Linked DNA regions of Mus musculus: region 2 is linked to region 1. Evidence: chromatin contacts called from public HiChIP or PLAC-seq data. All regions are on one chromosome and are shown on one strand. The core of a region is the stretch at or near the end of the contact, and the rest is flanking DNA. Distances in the headings are between cores, read along the strand shown.

Region 1 (4,934 bases), core at 1,253-3,752:
AAAGATCTAGAAAATAGATGTATTTGTAAAGGAAAGAAAATCAGGCAGGGGGGATAGCACGGTGGACATAGTGCTTAGTGTGCAAACAGGAGGGCTGAGTTCAGATGCCCATCACCCTTGTGAAAGGCTGGGCATGTTGGCATACAACTGTAATCCTAGGTCTGGAAAGGGGAGGGAGGCGGATTTCTGCAGCCTGATAGCCATCCAGGCCAGCCAAATTCTAGGCCCAGCTTCAGTGGGAAACCTTGTCACAAAACGGTCAAGAAGCAGTCGTGGAAGAAGCTTGACCTCAACACACCTGCAAACACGCATACAACACACACACACACACACACACACACACACACAGGTGTCCACCTGGATGTGATTGTTAATGACCCTTATCCACCAACAGCATGCATAGCATCTTTCTGCATTATGAAGGTAGTTGGCAGGAAGTTATAAAGCCTACTGCTCAGTTCCAGCTTTGTTTCTCAGTGTCCGGCATCCAGAGCACATATCTTTGGCAGCAGAGTCTTACTGGAATTCCACTGGGTTTCTAGGAACAGTAGCATTGTATTGCTTTGAAGGCCTCTGAAGTGACCTGGCCTACAGCTAATAAGGTGTTAACCTCACTCGGCATATATTCTTACATTTTTCTATGGATGTGTGATCAATATACCAGCATCCTAGTCTCCTGAAATGTTTACTATCTCATCATTATGACATGCTTGGGGATGCCATATCATTCATTTCTGCTTATTGTTCATTCTAAGACAGTTGTAAAAGTTCATTTTCTGAACCAAGTGTGGTGGCACTTGGGTGACAGAGGCAAGCGGATCCTTCAAGGCTAACCTAACATACATACCAAGTTTTAGGCCGGCCAGAGCTATATAGTGAGACCCTGTCTTAAAAAACAAATTAATTTTCTTGAATATAGAGAATGATTTACCTGACTCCAAAGTTAGAGAGTGCTGGCTTCTGAGTGTTTGTTTCTTCCCGATCCCCATGGCTTATTGAGAGCTCATCCTTCCGCTTTCCTTAGTCTGTTATCGCTCTGCCGCATCTTCTTGCAAGCCCAATGAAATGTTCGTTATTCATTACTTATCTGAGTCTTGGTGCCCTTTTAGGGTATTTTACAGATTTTGAACATTTGACAATAGAAGTATAATCATTTGGGCCTCTCCCTTGGAAACAAGATTCTATAATGGTGATGTTTTTCTCTAATTACTTCATGCAATTTGTTTCATTTTTCAAATAGGTCATGCCTGCATTAAAAGATAAAATGTTTGCTACTTGATGTGTACTTGGGCTATGACAAGATAAAATACGCATTTTATGAGACGATGTAAATATTCAGGAGGCAAAGCCATGAGCTGGAGGAATTAAATCCATTTATCGTTGTCTTATAATTATACGAATGTTAAATTTTGAGCTGTGAGGATCAAGAAGAATAAGGAATAATGATTGATTTGAAGAATCAACATAAAACTGATTCTCATAATTGTCTTTGGGTATTTGATCAACGTGAAATATGGAAATGACTGTCTCACTGTTTGGCATTTTAAGTACTGATACTCTAAAATAGAATTCCTCCCAAGTTTGGAATATTTGCTTAGATACTGAAGCTAGAAAAGTGGAAAACTTGGTGTGTTTGTTTTCCATTCCCATACAACAAATAGGCCTGGAATTTAGCTGTTTTAAACAATGGGCCTCCCCGCTGGCTTCTGAGGGTTTGAGCAGTTTTCACTCAGGTCTTAGAAGTTGCAGTCAAGGAAACGCCATCTGAAGGCCTCGATGAGGACTGGGTCTAAGTTCACCAGCCCACCAGCTCCTGCCAAGGCAGACACCGCAGCCGCCTTTCCCCACATGGGGCAAGGGGAGCATGGAGCACTCATAGGTGGTCTCCGAAGGGAGATTGCTGGAAGTGAGTGACTTTCATAGTATTTAAATCTGCCAGTGAGTGCACACCAGACTGACTACCACATTTAGGCTAGGTCTATCTGGGGCTTTCCATAAAAGTGAAAATGCAAAAACAGGAAGACTAGACATACATATTCATGTCACAAACCAACCTCGAGGTATCCCAGCCAGAGTACTGTAAACTCTCAGGAATAGTCCGAATTTGTTGTGAGAAGAGGTTCATTTAACATGTGAGAATGTGTTTCTTGTGGCAGATGGTATGTCTGAAATCTAAAATTAAATATGTATAAGAAAGTTAGGAGAATTGCTATTTAAGCAACATGCTTTTTCCTCAAAGTGATTGTTCTGCATTGACTAATTTCTGTGTTCAGAAGGTCACATGGCCGCTCTCCCTAAACATGACTACTGTGCTTTTCTCTGTCATGTCATCATCTAAAAATGGCCACTCACTGTTAGGTAAATAAGTAAGCCATTGTGAGGGAACTTTTCAACTGAGAGCACTTGAGTAGCCAGTTATTTGGACTCTGATAATTTAGATTACTGGTTTCATAGTGTTTGCACACAATAGCGGAATAATGAGGATCATTAAACCTCCTGTGCAGAACATATCCAAATTGTGTTTGCTTCTAACCTTGGAGGCTCTGGGGGGCTGGGAGGCTCGGCCTGCCTCTTTATTGACTTGTCAAGCTGTGAGTTTGCATTACAGCTCATGACCCATTCTGTTTGTGGTGGGGAAACAGGTAAAGAAATCCCTCTGACAGTCCCTCCTTCCACACATTTGTATGAATAACGCCAGTGTTTCTAGCAGTTAGAGCACTGTGACTAAATCCTCCAAGAGCTGTAACTTTAGCAGCAGAGCCACTGCGGGGCACACTTGTGGACTGCATTGCTTTCTCTGGGAGCCGCTGGCACTCAACAGGAAGCTCTGAAGGGGAACTTACTGTGCATGTCAACAGGAAGGCAAGAGCAAGCAGGACCAAAATCTTCTCCACTGTGATTAAATCGTGTGCTGATGACAGGTTAGCAGATCTGGTCGGAGAGCCTGGACTATGTTGTACTGCTATGTGATTTTTCATATTGCTAAAACTAGATAATAAAAGAATTTTTCTTAAGAAAGGGAGGGGGAAGGGAGGGAGACAAAGAAAAGAAAAGAAAAGAAAAGAAAAGAAAAGAAAAGAAAAGAAAAGAAAGGAGGAAAGAAAAGGAAGGAAGGAAAGAGAGAGAGAGAGAGAAAGGAAGGAAAGGAAAGGAAAGGAAAGGAAAGGAAAGGAAAGGAAAGGAAAGGAAAGGAAAGGAAAGGAAAGGAAAGGAAAGGAAAGGAAAGGAAAGGAAAGGAAAGGAAAGAAAAGAAAGAATTGTTTTGAAAACTGTATATTCAACTAGCCTAAGTCTCTTAGAAGCTAAACTCAAAATAACTCAAACTCTAGGAAACTCTGAACTTCAAGAGCTGGGGAAGTAGTTATAATTTATAGTTTGTCTTATAAAATCATGTGTCTACTTTAATAACTTGTCCTTACACACACACACACACACACACACACACACACACACACACACACGATACATGCATAAGTTCCCTCACACTAAACCCCACCTCTAGACAATCCTTCCACTTGTCATATCAACACACTGAAGACCCAGCACACGAGCATATGTATCTTCTGGAACAAACCACATGCAAACCATAGCAAAAGCTAAAGGACGCATTTATTACTTTAGCCACACAAACAAACAGCATAGACCGGGAAGCCTCTCTTCGCTGCTTCCTTGGACTTTAGGCTTTTGCTCTCCATCAGCGATGGCAGTCACCTGTGCTGTGCTGCCCTTTGACTTAACCTGGGGCTCCATGCCATTTATGTATCACTAAACGTGGCCAGCATTTCCCTAGAAGGTACTGGGCAAGCCATCATTGTGTTAAGTTCCCAGAGATACCTAGATGTGTATATTTTTACTTTTTTGTTAATTTTACTCTAAGATTTATATGTTAATTATGGATAAGCGAAGGAAAAGTAGCCTGTAATCCCAGCTTACTGAGGCAGTTTCTGAATAGTTTACACACACTTGAGTATATGCTTTTGAACTTTTTTTGTAACTACACACAAATATTCATGCTTGTATTTTTCCTTAGAAAACTTGGATTTATACTACTCACAACTATTTTTTTCTTTTTGATAAAAATAAGTGTGTGACTACTTATATAATGTGGTATTTTGACACAGGTCTTAGTCTATAGCCCTGAATGTCCTGGAACACACTGTGTAAACCAGGCTAGCCTCAAACTCACATGTGCCTGTCCCTGCCTCCCAGCCACTAGGATTGAAGGCATGAGCTAGCTACCTGGTTAGCCAAAGGGTTATCCATCATGGTTTTATAAACCGTTCAGAAGCACCATGCCGGCTGCCCGTCCCTCCTCAGACCTACAGCACTATGTGTCCTGGCGTTTTAGTCTTCACAGTAAGGCCATTCTGTCACCGTATTCACCTTTCCACCACCACACCCATTCCCCCTGATGCAGGTCTGCTTCTGAGGTCCTTTGCTCAAGTGACGTTTATTTTTCAAAGAAGCTGTTTCTTACATCAGTTGCTTTTCTTGTTACTGAACAAAGGCAATGGGAAGAAAGAAGGGCCATTGTGCATCCTAGTTGGAGGATACAGCCCATCATAGTAAGGAAGCCATGGCCCCAGAAGCTCACATTCATCCACAGTGAAGAAGCAGAAAGGATGAGTGTTGCTCAGCTTGCTCTCTCAGACCTCAGCCCAGCCCACCCAGGGCTGCTCCTCTAACCTCATGTAGACCTTTGTGGTTTAGCTCTCTGGTTTTGGTGTTAGGTTGAGCTTGAACTAAGCGCCTCAGCTGTACTCAGCAAATATACCACTGACTTGTGTCCTAAGCCCCTACTTTTAAAATGCTTTTTATTATTTATCTAATTTGTATATGTTTGAGAATTTGTCTGCATATATGTCTGTGTACCACGTGCATGCCTAATAACCAGAGAGGCCAGAAGATGACATTACGTCCCCTGAGATTAGAAC
Region 2 (4,934 bases), core at 1,082-3,581, 79 kb before region 1:
TTCTTATTCCTACACAGGAAACCGTGTCACTCATTGCCCCAGAATTGTGCCTCTTGTGTTCTTTCCTCCCTCCTTCTCTCTCAGTACTTAATGCATTTATGTGACCACTTAAGTAAAAGTTATAGAAATACTTGGCACCCTTCTAGAAACTGTTAGCATTTTCTTTAAAAATTTCTATAGAAGATGATCTTTGGGTCGTATGCTTCTTAGTTCTGATAGTGTGGCCCACACAGCCACCAGTGTAGCTACAGCAATGTTTCCTCAACACACATACAGAAAAAGCTGTGATTTCTTTCTGGATCCTCTAGACTGTGCTGTGAGAGGGAGAAAGCCCAAAGGCTGTGTGGCCTCACTGGCTGAAGGGCTGCTCTAAGCACTGGCGCTGGCGGGCACGCAGGGAGCCGTGGCCCCAGCTGAAAAGTTACGTGAAAGACAAGTTGGTGTCTCGTCTCAGAGTTATCTTTGTGTGGCAGGCCTAATGCAACACTAAGAGTTAGAGCTTTAAAAATAGAACAATGGTCCTTTTAAAATATAGTTAGTGTAGTGAATTTACCCCCAAACTCTCCGGTGTCTCATTACTCAAAAAAAAAAAAAAAAAAAAAAAGAGGAGAAACTGTCCTGCCAGCAAAGAAGTGCATTGGGGAAATGGCCACTCTCTTTGAGAACATTTTAATTCAGTTTTAATCAAGAGGGCAATAAAAGAGGAAACATTTTAAAACTTGGTGTTTTCTTCTAGGATTGATTTTACTGATAGAAAATAGGCTGCAAACTGTGTCGGAAGCTCCCGTTGTGGCGAACGGAAGTCTGTAGCTGTGACATGAGGTGGTTTCTCTGCCTAGGGCTTTGCCTTCTCTGTAGAAGGAAGGGACATACCTACTGACCAGAAGCAGACACGTCACGTGTGGTAAATAGCTTGGAGCACTCTTTATGGTTACCTTTTCTTTGCTCCTAAGTAATTGTTAAATAAAAATTTTAGTAGAGAAATGAGAGCACTGTTTAAGATGAATTTTTTTAAAACAGTCTGAAGTACATTTTAGAATTTTAAAATAATTATTGTTTCCTGAAAACAACACTTTAGCTTCCTGTTTAGCGAACACTCATATTTTTAACTGTGAACCTGGCGTTCTGTAAGCTGAAATAGAACATTTTATATAAAGTTACTTGGGGCAAGAAAGTCTAGGTGTAGGTTATCCCACGTGCACATATTCTAAACATTTCCTCATGGTTTCGTTAAAAGACCACTTATTGTTGAAGCTTTAGGTCGAGATTGTTGATATCTGGTGTTCACGGGACAAAAGAAAGGGACGGTATAGAAATTAGTGTGTGATAGCTGTCTACAGTCATGAATGTAAATTGTTATGTCATGTCGCGTGTAATCTGTGAATTTGGACATCGACACATATTTTCAAAAGTTGTGAAAGTTCCTTGGTTTAATTATTGTTATCACTGGAGAGATGCCAAGATCCTCATTTCCCCTGAAATCTTCCCGTGGGCTGGAAGGGCTTTTTTCACCTCCTAAAGCTTGTCTTCCCCTCCTCAGACAGGTGGCCTGACGCCGGGAAGCGTGCTGCTTTCTCCCTGCACAGGGACCTCATCTGCCTCCTTTATCCTCAGCAATCTAAGTAACTGTCAGCCTGGCCTGCGGAGCTCTCTGGAGTTCCTTCTCGCTCGCTCGCTCCATTCCAGTGGCGATCCCTCACCTCATGTTTAGTTTTGCTGTTGCCGCCCTTCTTGGGCTGTTCAAGTCTTTCTTTATAATGTGGCTATAGCTTCTGTCACACGACCACACGCTTAGTCTAAAGCCTCGTAGAGTACATGAGACAGTAGCAGTGTCTGAGTCCTTAGAGGCAGTTAATACTGATTTTATACAATTCTGAAAAGACAGTTTGAGTGTGTAGCTTTGGGACTGATCTTAGACCCGGTGGGTGTTGAGGTGGAATACTTAGAGGCCTTGCCATTCCTTTCATAGTTGACTGTTTGCAGTTATTAGTTAGCTAATTTCTCAGTGTTTAAAACCCAAGTCAGATAGCCCCATTTCTTAGCCTGAAATTGTCTGCAAATGTTAAAGAAAATATAGTTGTCATTTCTTGCTCAATTCTTGAAGGCACAAAGGGGGGAAACATTTACAGTATTTTGGCACCGGTTTACTTCTAAATCCTTGGACCGTGAACAAAACATGATATCATATACAGTGGGGTTTGGGGTACTATTTTAATACACTAGCAATACACATTCCCTTTAGTAATGTGCCATGGTAAAGCACAGAAGTGTTGGAGCTAAGATGGCTGGCTGCTGAGTCCTTTTGAGGAAGTGACTTGACCGAGAACTACAAAGCCAATATGGGACAGAAATAGAGAACATGGCCTTTAATCACATGACACATGCCTCCTCCTTTGGGATCTCATGTGTTATTTTGGAGACGGCTGGCTGATAGGAGCCCCTGTCTGATGGAAGCACATGTCTTTGTCTCCTCGTGTCATGGTCCCCTTGTGGCGGACTCATTGTACTTTAAGATCTCTAGTTTTTCAGTGTACTGCATTTGAGTATGTACTACATGCCACTGGTGTGCATAATGAGAGGCCACAGGTGCTGTGCCTCTGACCTCACGCTGCAAGGCATGCTAAATACAACCTCAGCGGGCATGCATGGCATGAGCAGGAATTTCAGAACTGTTAGTGACAGAGGTGGCGCTTGAGTGAGGTTTCTTGGCTCTTATTCCAGAAGCACTTTAGAGATTGAGGCACTAGAATTATGACTTGAAGGCCAGCCTAAACTACTCAATGGCAAGACCCTCAAATTTTGAGACCCTTTTAAAAGAGAAATATATAAAATTTTAGATATGAAAGCTGATTAAAATACCTATCAATAATATAATAAAGGCCGTGAAATGTTATATAACACTAAAAAAGGATCTTTAGGAAGACAGAGTGTAGAAAAATCTCTCAGACGTCAAGTTCAGTGATAGAATCTAGGTTCAGACAGTACCTGTGCTTGTGGCAGAGTAATGATCAGTTAGACCAGTGATCAGTTAGACCACGGTTCATTGGGAAGGAATAGTTACCGCAGTTTTCTGTCTGCATCTGAGTATGTCCAACTTGTCAAGAGCCACAATTGTAAATGGATGTGCTTGGTGTATATTTCTTCTTCTTGTTCTTGTTGATGATAGTTTGTTTTCTTTGTTTGATTTTTTTCAGTTTGGATTTTGGGGTTTTTGTTGTTGTTTTGTTTTGTTTTGTTTTGTTTTTGAGACAGGGTTTCACATCTGACTCACCAGGATCACCGCTTTCCCTGTGGGCCATTATTAAATAAAGTAAGGGTCACTTGATCACAAGCTATGTGATACTTTTGCACCGATCTGATAACTGACAGGGTTACTAAGTGACACAAGTACTAGCTAGTCGGGGACTGCCTGGCTAGCAGTGTGGGCAGTGGGCTCATTTACACCCTGGACTGTGGAGTGGGATGGTCCTCAGAAGAGCCTGCAGTCTAGAGTATACATACATATGTTATCTGTAGAGGGCTGTGGTCTGTAACAGCACAAGCCAGGCCCTCTATCCACTCAGTCTCTAGCGTGGGGACAGAGGGGAGAAGCAGCTTCACGGCTCTTAGGCCTGGGAGCTGCTTTCCTGCTTAGTAACTGAGAGCAGCAGTGGGAGTTCAGAGCGGCTGCAGACCTTAAATGAGAAACCTGTGTACACTGTAGCACATTGCCGTTCCCCATCATGATCTAATACTCTGACTTGAACATACTATGACATCTGCCTTCCAGTACTTCTTTTAGTTGTATTCAGGAAGTAAAATCTACAAGATGAGCAAAAACTACCATTCATTGATATTATTATAAAGTTGTTTACAATACCTCTTGAGTGAAGAGTGAGACAGGTCACACTGTGTTCCACAGCCTGGTTCAAGCTAATGGCAGTTCTCCAACCACAGCTTCAAAAGTACTGAGATTCCAGGCATGTGCCACATGTCCTAACTGTATTAAGAATAGCTTTAAATGTTGTGTGAAATAGCTTTCATATGTGGAATAAAAGCAAGCATGGTAAGAAAGTAACTAAAAGGCTAGGGAGAAGGGTCATAGGGCAAACACCTGCCATGCAAGCCTGAGGCCCTGTGTTTGAATCCTTCTGCACTCATGAAAAGAACCTGGCATGACTGTGCGTGATGTGTGTAGGGCAAGCGGCACTGTGGAGGGAGGAGCCAGAAGGATCACTGGGTGACTGCGGTTTGCTGGCTCTCAGCCCAGCTCCTGGTTTATGGAGAAAGCCTACCCTACAGGAATAAGACAAAGGCTTGTAGGATACCCAACATCTTCCACTTGTATAGGCATGTGCACTTGGGCGCACACAACACACACACACAACACACACACACACACACGATTTGAAAAATTAAGCTTTCAGCAGTTTGTTAACTACTACCATTAGAAAAGGGTTCGCTAGGGCTGGTGAGATGGCTCAGTGGGTAAGAGCACCCGACAGCAATTCCAAAGGTCTGGAGTTCAAATCCCAGCAACCACATGGTGGCTCACAACCATCCATAAAGAAATCTGACTCCCTCTTCTGGAGTGTCTGAAGACAGCGACAGTGTACTTACATATAATAAATAAATAAATATTTAAAAAAAAAAAAAAAAGAAAAGGGTTCGCTAAGGAAGATTAGGTGGTTCTTATGTTTTATGTAAAATAGTTTAGCCATGACCACTGTTTGACATTTTTGCTTATAAAATTGTCACTGTTTGGAGAGAACTTTTTGTGTTCACCAAGAGTCAAGAAAGGCTTTGTGTTCGCGATGGTCCTCTGTGGGTGGCTGGCCTCTGCTCTCCACCTCCTTTCTTTACTCCCTGCACTTCTGCTGCGATAGGGGAGGGGTGAGCAGAACGCAGGTGAGAGCTGCACACTGTTGAGGGCCGCTGAATTGACTGCCTGGCGC

Evidence for each region. HiChIP or PLAC-seq counts read pairs in DNA pulled down with a chosen protein or histone mark.
Region 2: a contact with region 1 is called in an H3K4me3 HiChIP or PLAC-seq map of bone marrow-derived macrophages, with 2.6 times the contacts expected there. The contact joins two enhancer-like sites. A contact is called at or near these places in 11 of 484 Hi-C or Micro-C datasets (the AML12 cell line, ECoMG-derived neutrophils, bone marrow-derived macrophages and 7 more), 1 of 115 datasets of contacts at active chromatin or transcription factors (bone marrow-derived macrophages) and 1 of 9 other capture datasets (embryonic stem cells).

Annotation. Positions count from the first base shown.
Region 1 is chr2:9,924,184-9,929,117 of GRCm38.p6, reverse strand. All of the region lies in intron 4 of Taf3 (TATA-box binding protein associated factor 3), which reads left to right. It overlaps Gm31290 (a long non-coding RNA gene), which reads right to left. Exons shown (of 3, transcript XR_003953758.1): 3 at 3,188-4,934. Among named protein-coding and RNA genes, the nearest start is that of Gm31290, 10 kb to the right of the region's middle. Within about 2 kb of position 2,502, at least 37 of the 459 cell types and tissues checked have an H3K27ac peak or open chromatin away from gene starts, as enhancers often do. A contact at or near this core is called in bone marrow-derived macrophages, where this site is marked.
Region 2 is chr2:10,002,833-10,007,766 of GRCm38.p6, reverse strand. All of the region lies in intron 2 of Taf3 (TATA-box binding protein associated factor 3), which reads left to right. Among named protein-coding and RNA genes, the nearest start is that of Taf3, 43 kb to the left of the region's middle. Within about 2 kb of position 2,331, at least 16 of the 459 cell types and tissues checked have an H3K27ac peak or open chromatin away from gene starts, as enhancers often do. A contact at or near this core is called in bone marrow-derived macrophages, where this site is marked.